Linked DNA regions of Xenopus laevis: region 1 is linked to region 2. A link is a contact called in public Hi-C data. All regions are on one chromosome and are shown on one strand. Each heading gives the region's core, a stretch centred on a gene start, on an enhancer-like site or on the middle of the called end of the contact. The rest is flanking DNA. Distances are from core to core; before and after follow the strand shown.

Evidence for each region. A called contact is a pair of places that touch in the nucleus more often than the background predicts.
Region 1: a Hi-C map of the XL177 cell line shows a contact between it and region 2, with 4 times the contacts expected there. The contact joins the promoter of gpa33.S here to the promoter of ildr1.S in region 2. A contact is called at or near these places in 2 of 4 Hi-C or Micro-C datasets (the XL177 cell line and the XTC cell line).

Annotation. Positions count from the first base shown.
Region 1 is chr2S:24,837,139-24,843,027 of Xenopus_laevis_v10.1, reverse strand. gpa33.S (cell surface A33 antigen) reads left to right here and starts at 2,959. Exons shown (of 7, transcript XM_018248971.2): 1 at 2,959-3,170. The coding sequence starts at 3,125.
Region 2 is chr2S:24,631,371-24,637,813 of Xenopus_laevis_v10.1, reverse strand. ildr1.S (immunoglobulin-like domain-containing receptor 1) reads left to right here and starts at 1,720. Exons shown (of 8, transcript XM_018248965.2): 1 at 1,720-2,116. The coding sequence starts at 1,735. It overlaps LOC108709271 (a long non-coding RNA gene), which reads right to left and starts at 2,027. Exons shown (of 2, transcript XR_001934602.2): 1 at 1,891-2,027.

The DNA of each region.
Region 1 (5,889 bases), core at 1,710-4,209, 200 kb before region 2:
CGCCCACAAATACTAGACTTGACATCACTTTTAATTGGAAGTGGCATCTCACGGGACCCTGATGAGAAATCTTTCCACAAACTCAGGAGTGGTTAGGAGAGACCAGTCCTGCAAGAAAGCCGGGTATCCAGATGGGTTACCCATCGACTACCCGCACAATTTCTGCCCAAAACTAGGGGTGCCACCTTTTCTGGGAAAAAATACCGGCCTTACTATATTTTTTATCTATATCCTTATTAATAACATTGGGATCAACCACCATTTTTACCAGGCAGGCCGGTGGCAACCCTACCCAAAACCCAACCACATTGCGGGTATTCCGCGGGTACCTGACCTCTACTGCAAAGCAAACAAACAACTCAGAGACAGAACACAGTCCTGTTTGGATCGTTCCAATGGAGCTCTGTCTGGGTTTAACTGGGCAGACCTAAGCACGACCCATTCAGTCCAGACTGAACCCCCATTCAACAGCCACAGGGGTGATTTTCCAAATTGTGTCATTTTTGTGGCTATTCTGCAGGTACTTGTCCTGGTGCAAGACTCTGCTCTCCAGTACCAGGTTCCGGGCTGGGCTTTATTTAAGCTTTGCAATACTTTGGGTTCTGTGAAGGGGATACAAAGCCCTGGTGTTCTGTTTATTTTTTTCTATGTTTTCGATTTGACACCGGGAAATGGAACACATTATTCATGTGAGACTCGTACTAAATGGGGTATAGGGCGCCACGCCTAACATATTATACTTATGGGCACAACAAGTGCAGATTTAGGGCTCTATGGGAGAAGGAGTGTTTCCCATAAATCACAGAGAATTTCTTGGCTGGGTCATTTCATTCTGTAGAGATAATGACCCTTCAGTATAAATGTCATATCCTCTATTTAGGGGCATAAAGGGGGCTGGGGGTATCTATGGGCCCTACTCAATTGCTCAGAATTGATTGATAGCCCCGGGGGCAGAGATGAGGCACAGTTTATTATTAGACAGATGGGGAGGGTACGTCACACCCAGGTTTTGGGGTAGATCTATTGCTGCTTCTCACTGCACCTGGAAGTGTATAATTGTCCCCTGCCGGATTTAGGGTCCATTGTGTGGAACTGAGACATATGTCCAATGCTTGTACCCAGGGGTGTAGCAACAGAACCAGCAGGAGGGGTGTCAGGGATTGTATGAAATAAACCACCCACTCCAAGGATTTATGTGCCCAGATTAGAGGGGGAAAGTGGGGTTGTATATAAAGGTATCAGGGCATATAATCTATTATTTGCTTATATATATATTATATATCATTTGCTTTCTGTATATACACAAGGGGTTCCCTCCTGTATCTGAGAGGTATCACATCATGATCCCTCCCATCATTCATTGCTGCAGGCCAGACAGTTGTAATAACATTGATGGCATTTGTTGCCTGAAACCAAGTTCTGATTGGCCAGGGTAATTAAATAGTAATGAAAGCAAGGAGACCTGCTGTTTATTTAAAAGGAAACAGGGCTCCTGCTGTTCCCAGGAGACACTGCCTAATAATAAAATAATAATATTCAGTTTCAAGCATCAGCTGGTGGCGCTGTTCTGTTGCAGCCAATGGAAATTATTTAGCTCCTAGTGAAAGAGTCCACATGTGGTAGTGCAAGTGGATATTAACCTTTTCAACACAGAATCTTAAGGTGGCCATACACGGGCCGATAAAAGCTTCCGACCACTTCCCCAATCGAGATCTGTATCGGATGGGATGAAAAATCCCGTCGGATCGCGGTCGCATCTATTCGTTGATGCGGTCCCGCAATCCGACCGCCCATTACTATTCGTTAGGATCCAATCGTTAGGCCTTAGGGCCCACAATTGGATCAGCCCGATATTGCCCACCTCAGTGGATCTCTCCGTGTATGGCCACCTTTAGTCAGTAGGAGGTTTTTAAGATAAAGAATTTATTTTCTGGGACATTCAGACTTGCACTGATGAATAGCTGCTGTTGCATCACAAGAATCTCAGGCAACGGAAGAGCAGGTAAGTGAGTGCCCATATTCTGCCCTAATTTTGCCCCTTCCCATGCAACTTGTGCCCGCTGGACTGCAATTTACTGAGTGCATCACATCTTCCCACCTGCATTGGGTGCAGTTAGTTTGAGAAGGAATGCTGCATTTTGGGTAAAATAAAGTAGCGCTAACTAGACCAATTGTTTGCACTTTGCGCTCCTTTAGTAAGGGCACTTACACACGGGCGGTTTTTCCTGCACTCCCCTACGGCTGAACGGAAAAACCGCCCGTGTCTAAGAGCCCTTAAAGAACACTTCACTCACAATATTGCTTCCAGGTTTATGATTTTTTTTGTTGCGCTTAAAGAGGTGGTTCATCTTGAAGTCAACTTTTGGTATGTTATAGAATGATCAATTCTAAGCAAGTTTTCAACTGGTTCATTGGTTCATCTTCATTATTTATTTTTTATAGTTTTGAAATGATTTGCCTTTTTTCTGACTCTTTCCAGTTTTCAAATAAGGGGTCACTGACTCCATCGAAAAAACAAATGCTCTGTAAGGCCACAAATGTATTTCCATTTCCATTTTTTATTGCTCATCTTTCTATCCAGGCCTCTCCTATTCATATTCCAGTCTCTTATTCAAATCAGTGCAATTTGGACCCTAGCAACCAGATGGCTGAAATTGCAAACTGGAGAGCTGCTGAATAAAAAACGAAATAACTCAAAAACCCCAAATAATAAAAACTAATTGCAAATTGTCTCAGAATATCACTATCTATATCATGTTAATGTAAAGGTGAACAACCCCTTTAAGTGACTGCCCTAATTTTCACCGAGCCTTGGCCAGAGTATATCACTTTAAATAGCAGTGTTGTCCGTGTTCTTGCATTGTGCTCTTACTTCCCCTTTCTATTTGCTCAGAGGCGACTTACAAATGCAGCCAGTGAGGGAGAGAATCCAGAGAGCGAGGAGGGGTTTAGTAAATGCGGAGTGAAATAGGTATAGGCAGGAATCCCTGTGCTGCCATTGGCTAAGCCCTGCAGGTATTCACACAGCAGCAGTGGGTGTGGGAGGGAGAGAACTGCAAGTTTTGGTTTCTGCTGGGAGCCACCATTGCCTGCCCTGGGAACCCACATACGTGAAGCAGCCGGGATGGGGACACAGGGATACAGATTGGTGCCTTATTTCCTATGGGCAGGTAAGTGGGATCATTCTACCACTAAGGGTGATTAGGGTGCACCCCACCTTGTCCGTGTTTCTCCTTTAGGTGCCTTTATGTTCCTGCTTGTTTTGTGCTCCGACACGGCTCAATAACAACAGCCACTCGGGTTAGGCACCACTGCTTTAGGAACAGCTAGCTGAGCATGCTGGGAGTTGTTGTTCAGTGTTAGTAATAGAATGTGTGACCCTATTGCACAGCAAAGAGCAGAGGTCAGTGTGTTATTGGTTCAAAATCTAATAGTATCTGTCCTTATCAGTGTATAACTAGTGATAAGAGCTGAGCCGTGTGATACTGCGGCCGGATGTTAATTTGGGCTCATTTCATTCCTGTTTCCTTGTTCCTATAAGAACTGTATCAATTCCAACAGCTGCCTGCAATGAAACTCAGAACTAGATGTATCAATTTAGAACAGTTAACGGAGTCGGCGACCCCCCTCCCAGAGCTGCTTTAGAAGGTGAAAAATTACACTTTACACTTCGATATTAGAAAAAACGTACACTTCGATATTAGAAAAAACGGTCACACATAAAAAAAAGAAAGTTATTTAGAAAAAGTCATTATTTCTGGTTATCTATCTGAAAACAACGAGTTGTTTGAAGGTGAACAACCCCTTTAGGTTTAATTCACATGAGGAGATTCGGGGAGATTTTGTTGCCCGGCGACTAATCGCCTCGTCTTCTGAGCGACAATCTCCCCGAACTGCCTCAGCGTGTTTTCCCATAGGCTATAATGAAAAGTCGCCTGCGCTAATGCACACACAGCGATGACTTTGGGCGACTATGGAAAAACGCATCGCCGCACCAGGCGCGGCAACAAAATCTCCCCAAATCTCCTCATGACGACTAATCGCCTCATCTTCTGAGCGACTATCTCCCCGAAGTGCCTAAGCGTTTTTTCCCATAGGCTACAATGAAAAGTCGCACGCAGCGATGCATTCGCCGTGTGTGCATTAGCGCAGACGACTTTTCATTGTAGCCTATGGGAAAAAAACGCTGAGGCACTTCGGGGAGATAGTCGCTCAGAAGACGAGGCGATTAGTCGCCAGGCAACAAAATCTCCCCCAATCTCTGACAGATAATCGCACCCAATTTTGTCTTTTCCATTGCTGTGTATGGTATAGTGTATAGGTGGGATGTCAGGAGTGCCCATATTTTACTAGTGTAGGGTCTTCTTTTAGTGACGTCCCATTATGATCTACATCCATAATAGCATTGTTAGCATTTTGTATTGCTTAAATATTATATTGATTTATGGGTAATGTTATATTGCTATATTTAAGAATTGTATTATTATACTATTATGATACTATTATGATATTATTATTATTATTATTATTATAATTATTTCTTATGTAACCTTAACAGAATAAATATCTGAATTAAACAGAAGGGTGATTTAGACAAGCTGTAGATCTAAAGACTAGACAGTGTCTTGATATCTACTGATCACCAGCTAAAAGTCTAACTTGTAGACCCCAATCTACCTTTTGGGCACCCCTGGTGTATGGGCAGGATCTGGGGCCCCTTATGCTGAATAAGGAGTTTCTTGCTGAAGGCTATCAGGGGGTGTTAGGTTTTGCTGAAGGGCCAGGCAGCACTGTATAGATAGATTTATGCCTTGCTTACTACTTTGCCCCGGCCCCTCTACAGGCCTCTGTACATACATAAACGACACTACGGATAAGGAATTTTCTTGCCCCAATGAGAATGTGTAAGGCAGTCAGGAGTTCTGTAACCATACTGTGCCCCAAGCCAAGTTATTTAGGTCACAGAACCCCCTCAGTGACTTCTAATATCCTTATCATTTACAGTAGGGGGTACATTATCTCCTATAATACATGAGTGATACTCAGAGTTCCCTGTATAACTCAGCCTGCAGCCTTGTGCCTTTATATGGCCACAAAACCCCTCAGTGACTTCTAATATCCTTATCATTTACAGTAGGGGGTACATTATCTCCTATAATACACGAGTGATACTCAGAGTTCCCTGTATTTCTTCTGCATCTTTGTACTTTTCTTCAGACCTGGGCAGGTGCATGTACAATAGAGTAAAAAAGCCTGATGGGGGTAACATTTTGGCACCCCTCCCCTGTGTTTATGCTGTTAGTTCTACTTAAAATATGTAAAAGATGGTCCAATAATAATAATTAATGAAGTCAAACCCTCCAGGAAACAAACACAAGTCTGTGGTTTTTGCATAAATTGAGTTGGAAAAACATTTACCGTAGTTTCAGACTGTGTCTCACGCGTACATTTTAGTTGTTACACTAAGTGAAATGCCACCAGCAAAGAATGCAGAACTACACAAATATAGAAATATACAACAGCACGAAGGGGACAATTAGCCTGAGAATGGCCAAATGTTTTTGCCTCTCTCGCAGCTGCTCTATGTACATATCAAAGGTAGCTGGGAGTTGACAGCAGCCATGTGTATTTTTGTGGTCATAAAACTCTGCAATAAAAATTATAATCAAATTCCAGTTTAATGTCTTACAAATAGGACTCCCTGTACTGGGATCCAGCTGGCTGCAACTCCAAGAGACCTGGGCAATATTTCCCTCTGTAACAGGCCCCTGTGTTAAATCCTTATAAATCTTCCCCCAGCAGCAAAATGATTCCCTCGGGCCATGACTCCCAACTGCCGTTCTTTCATTTCCACCCACAGTCGCTGTGTAATAAGAGTGGAGCTGCCAT
Region 2 (6,443 bases), core at 471-2,970:
CCCGACTGAGTGACCATGATTACGGAAACAAACTATTAAATAAACTCTTGAAAAAATGAAGAAAAAAACCACCATTAAAAGTGCCCCTCAATGATGGCGTCCTAGAGAGCCGCCTACTCAGCCTACCCCTAGTTCCGGCCCTGATCTCTGTAGTGAGCACTAACCATCTGGTTTTTTTGGTGTGCTATTAATGTGGGCATGGTCTTGCGGTAATGGGTGTGGTTTAAAGTGGGTGTGGTCTAAAAACAGGGAGTGGCTAACACTGGCTTCCTTTATCATCCCTCCACCATGTAGATTAGAAAAATTCCAGCCCTCTGTACCATATAAGTTGGACAGCACTGGCCTATATACATCTGCAAAAATGGCGACATTTCGGGCCCTGAAAGGTTCAGTTCATCGCAGACGGCACGTGCTGTAGTACACTTAGGGTTGCCACCTTTTATAAATTGTTTTACCGGCTGCTGGGGGCGGGGCCTCAAAAGGGGCAGGGCGTGATGTCAAAAGGGGCGGGGCCCGGGGACACTAGAAGAGGCAAAAAAAAAAAAAAAAGGTAAGTTGCAGGGGATTGGGGGCAGGCCGAGGGCTCCTTTTGATCGTATTACAAATTTACCGGCAGCTACATTGCCGGTAAATTTGTAATACCGGCCGTGTGGCAACCCTAAGTACACTAGGACCCAACGGTGCAGTGGTGAATACAGTGCCAATTGATGAACCGAAGACGGCACTTTAAAAAGGAAAAAAAACTTTCTTTCCTATTTATCACATTGGGAAGTGTAATTTTTACCTGCCAAGCGGCAACTCTGTTTGCAACTGTCATTTATCTCCATCTGCAGTCGCTTCCCATAATCCATTAGCAAGTGGTGAATACAGAAACCTCAACCTATAGATTAACTGGCCACTGAAACACTCTTGATTACCACTGCCCAGACAAACCTAATTAGCTGTTTATCAGCCAGTGAACAATTAGAATAATGAAAGCAAGAATGTGATTGGTTGCTATGGGTTACCGCCTAGGGGCAAATCTTCCCAGTGGACTTTACACAGAACCTGCTGCGATTAAAGTGCATTACCACTGGCCAACCTACATTGCACTGAACCCCCAGCCAACTGCCAAATCCAGGGGCAACATGATGGCCTGCCCAATTTTACTCTGCCCGGGAAGTAGTAGTTACATGGACAGGGAAACAGGCAGGGGACATAGCAATATAGTAACTGCTCTATTGTGCCTGGGGTGGAAATTAAGGGGTGATCACCCACAAAGCAGCAGCTGAATGCAGTGGCAAAGTGAAGAAACTCCTGTGCGGCCTACAGATTCCTCTTTCTGTAAGTGAAGTGATGTGCTGCAGTCACTGGGTAGGGTGCTGGGAGTTGTAGTGTGCAGAGGAGCAGGGATAACTGCAGACTGGATTATAAATTATGGGGCCCCTCCCAGGTATAGGCTCCAAGGCTAATCAATATTTCACACCTAAATATCTGGGAGTTAAAACTGGACATTGCAGTCCTACCACAACTGGAGATCAGCAAGTGCCATATCACAGTTTTAGTGCAGCCCAGGGGGTGCTGGGAGTTGTAGTGCAATGGGAGATGGAGGGCAGCAGGTTGCATATTCCTGGTGTTGTAGGCTCAGGGGGTGCTGGGAGTTGTAGTGCAGTGAGAGATGGAGGGCAGCAGGTTGCACATTCCTAGTTTGGTAGGCTCATGCCAGGGGTGCTGGGAGTTGTAGTGCATTGAGAGATGGAGGGCAGCAGGTTGCAAATTCATGGGGTTGTAGGCGCAGGGGATGCTGGGAGTTGTAGTGCAGTGAGAACAGGAGGAGAAGGGGAGGGAGGAGGCGGCAGGGGAGGGAGTGACGGGTCAGTAACAGGGAGGAGGAGAGGGAACCAGTCTCACCAGTGCGGCTCCTACAGGGGGAGGGGAGGAAGTTTCGGGAAGGTGCCCGGAGTTTCACTGGGGATTTGCTGCACTTGGCACCGGGGTCAGGAGGGTCGGAGCGGAGTCCCAGGCACCGGCAGGAGGAGAAGGAAGAGCGGAGTCCTAGGGGAGAGAGCGCACCTGCCCGGCCCTGGTACCATGATCCCCCGGGCACTGCTGCTGCTCTCGGCCTGGATGGTCTCGGGTGAGTGAGCGCGAATGAGTTGGGGGGGACACATTGAGTGGACAACACTAATATGGGGGGCGGGGGTTAGAGGGCTGGAAGCGGCGCGCATGCGCAGTCTCACCTGTACAGGTGCTTCCTGCTCATCCACAGGGAGGAACCAGAGCCCCTGCACTTACTCTGTATATGTTTCACTACAAATCCCTGAAGCCTTTGCAATGAGTGAAGCCTCAGAGAGTCAGAGTGAAAGGTTCTGCTCTGTGTATTTGGGTCACACCTGCCCCTGACTTGATTGTCTTTACCCACATCCCCCTCTCATCCCTTTCACATGCCCCTCCCCCCCACTGTCACCCCTCTCTTATCTGCTTCCTCCTTAGCCCCCCAAAATGGGAGTTTGTAACCCCAACTGGAGTCTCCTAGGTCTTTGTGTCCACTGGCCAATAAAGTGTGTGTTGCGATCTAAACCAGTAACCACACGCTGTGCATGCTGGGAGTTGTGGCGCTGAACCCATGCCCCGCTATTTACTGTATGTGTAGGACCCCCAAGTACCACACTCAGCTCCAGGTGGCCCCTGTAGAAACTCACTGGGATGTGAGCCCTGCTCCAAATGCTTGGGGTACATCTAAGTTTATAACAGGGGCCCTTCAGCTGAGACATAAGGGCCACCCTATTATTTATAGTAAAGTACTGATGAAAGTAGCTGGGCACATAGGCGTGGGCCACTGCCAACCATTCGGACACACAGGCCCGGTGGCACCAAGTACAGAGAAGAATCAGCAAGAGATGATGGGAATTGTGTTTACTGCAGAAACTTGAGCAGATTATTGGGGGTTCTCCATGAATTCACCTGCCCTGCTGCAATGGGCAAAGGTTCCTTTGAGCTCTGCAATTCTGATTCCTGTAAGGTTAATGCATTGCTGGACTGAGAGGAACTGACATTTGGCACTGACAGTGCTGCCATGTCGCATAACTGGGCATCTGCTGTTAGAGAGCAGCTGCATAGCAGGGATATTTAGGTGGGCACGGCTCAGCACGGGTTGGCACCACAGAGCAAATGTATGTCGATATCAGTTTAAGCTCAGAGGGAACTTTCTGCAGTAAAATGCCAGAGCTCTGGCCTCTATCATTGGCTTGGGGGCACCGTGTTGCTAGGGGCTGCGTTATACAAATTTTGTATGGCTGCAGATGAATTATGGGCAAATAAGGGGGTGCCCACATCATGCCCTTGTCTTTACCATGACATGTGCCTTCCAGTGCATAATTAAATGCCAATTTCTGTGCCTTTAGAATTGGGTAGAAAGATGGGGTCTGATGCAGCATTAAACAAAACTATGCAAAACCCCTGGCATTGATGTTTTTGGGAGCAAACGGTGTCTCTGTAATTAATGATTGTCAGTGCTGAACCCAATGAGGCGTAAGGATTAGGCCTGGCAGAGAATGGCAGGGGTTAGAGGGGACAGGAATGCTGCCAGCGGGATGTCCTGGCTCTGACAGGAGGGGGCAAACCCATCAGAGGTGGGGGGCTTCAGTAATCATGGTCTAATGAGGCAGTGTATTCCCCTCCCTGCTGTGCTTCTGTCACACAATGTCCCTCTGTACTTCTGGCTCATGGTCTATGAAAAGATGTAGTTAGTGAGGCCAGCCGTGTTATGCCTGAGTAAGTCTAGCGGGGGGCGTGCACAACCCTATACACAGACAAATACAAGAGTCCTCTGCACTCAACCCATTATCAATATATGAAGGGCATTAAAACATTTTGTGCCGTAAGCTACTAAAAATGCCTTACCCTTTAAATAAAACAGGGATTGTTTGTCCATCTATTGCAACATATTTAAGCTGGCCAACTACGTCAGTCATCCCCGGTGTGGCCAGTTCCTACACTCAACCTATTCCATAAGAATTCTATTGCTTCATTATACATGAGGAGGCGGAGCTTTGGCCTCTTATTATTCCCTTCTCGTTATGAATGTGCTGTTGTGTTTGTTGGTGTAACAGAATGCCGATCCCACAATGGGCCTTCCTCTGGTCTCCAGAGATGAAACCGATAGGAAAGATGCAGGTGTCTTGTTTTAGCCAGACACATCCGTCATTGCCAGTCTGTTCCTGCTCGAACGTATTCTAAGAATTCAGTAAAATCCTTGTAAATAAATGTATTGAGTGTTGCGGAATGCTCTGGGCGCAGTGGCAACAGTTGTTTATTTAATTTGCTTCTGATCCCCCCCCCCCCCCCATGGCTCCGGGAATGTATTGATATGTCAGGGAAGTCTCTCGTCGGGAACTCTGAACAATTCCGAGATTTATTCCTTTGTTCCGCCATTGAAATAACTCACTAAAGCTCAACATGGCACCCGCCTTGTGCCCTCCCTTTAGTCTCCCAAAGAGCCACGAAATTAGACTTTGTTTTGTTTTATTATTGGATTAGGAAAGATTTTTGGGTCGATCTTCGTAGCTACAGAATTTCTACTGAATCGAATGCTTTGCTTCTGCATTTGAACAACTTTCTTGTGTTTAAAGTTGCCAGGCCCCTGCCTTCGGCTCCAGTTTATTAACTGATTACTTTCCCTTGAAAGCAACACCCAAAAAACTGAAATACTTAAGTTTCTGGGCAATTTGTAAGGACAAAAATGAAATAAACTTTGTTTCAGAGGGTTTGGCTAAAAATATAGAAAGAGGGAATTTTCTGGGCACACAATAAGCTATACCTTCATATTGTACTGCCTAAGGGAATCCATGTGGCACCTCCCTCCTCCCATATGTATAAATACAAATATACAGAGAAGGGAAATTCTGGGCACACAATATGCTATACCCTCATACTGTACTGTCTTAGGGAATCAATATGGCACCTCTCTGCCATATGTATAAATACAAATATACAGAAAAGGAATGCTCTGGGCACACAATAAATTATACCCTCATACTGTACTGTCTAAGGGAAACAATATGGCACCCCCCTGCCATATGTATAAATACAAATATACAGAGAAGAATGTTCTGGGCACACAATAAGCTATACCCTCATACTGTACTGTCTAATGGAAACAATATGGCACCTCCCTGCCTTATGTATAAATACAAATATACAGAGAAGGAATGTTCTGGGCAGACAGGTCTGTATACAGTAGCTCATACTGTACTGTGGTGCTGTGGAAATATGGCAGTACCCGTCCATATGTATCAATACCGCTATAGAGAGAGGGAAAGCTGTGTGTATAAAATAAGTGAACAGCCTAGTTTTGGGGCGTAATGATTGGGCGAGGGGCAGGGTGGCTAATCTGGGACATTCCTGGAATTTGGTTGCCCTTACTTTACCTATTAGAAGCAATAAAGCTCTCTGTGTAGCCGGGAGCAGGGATACTTTCCAACGTTCTCATTCATCGGTTGCCCAGATTTGCAGTTTACAGGATGAATCAGGCTCCGCAGCCAATGAGGGATCTGGAATTCTCTACAGAACAGAAAGTTAAAAGGACAAGAGGAACTTGGAATGTATTGGTGTCATTCAGTACTGAAGTTCTACACAGATCCATCCTCCTTGATTGGTACATCTGGCACATGGGGGCACATAGCTCACCATCTGCTATAATACAAGCAGGCGCATGGCATTGCACCCCAAATTCACTGGCACTCATGCAGCTTCTTTGTGGTTATGATGGGCCAAGGGCTTTATATTATCACAGAACCCCTCAGTGACTTCTAATATCCTTATCATTTACAGTAGGGGGTACATTATACCTTATAATACATGAGTCATACTCAGAGTTCCCTGTATAACTCAGCCTGCATCCTTGTGCTTTTATATGGTCACAGAACCCCTCAGTGACTTCTAATATCCTTATCATTTACAGTAGGGGGTACATTATACCTAATAATACATGAGTGATACTCAGAGTTCCCTGTATAACTCAGCCTGCAGCCTTGTGCCTAAATATGGTCACAGAACCCCTCAGTGACTTCTAATATCCTTATCATTTACAGTAGGGGGTACATTATACCTTATAATACATGAGTGATACTAGTATAATGAGCTGTGGCAGTGCCATTAGGGATATGTGGAAGTGTTATTAGTAATAGGAAATTAAATGTTTGCTAATTGTATTTGCCTATGATTATGGTTAACCACAACAGACACACAGATTGGTGTATTTACATTTAGTATCTTGCTAGGTAAGTTAACAATGGGCTGGGAGTTAGAGGCCAATTCTTATCACTTGTGGCTGGGCTCCCATGCAGTTCTTTCAAGTTTATATAATAATTCCTGCATTGCAGCATTTAAAGGCGCAGTAGCACCTTCCCAACAGCCATTCATTGTCATTGTCAGTTTAATTGCTATAGAAAGCAGTGTCTGTC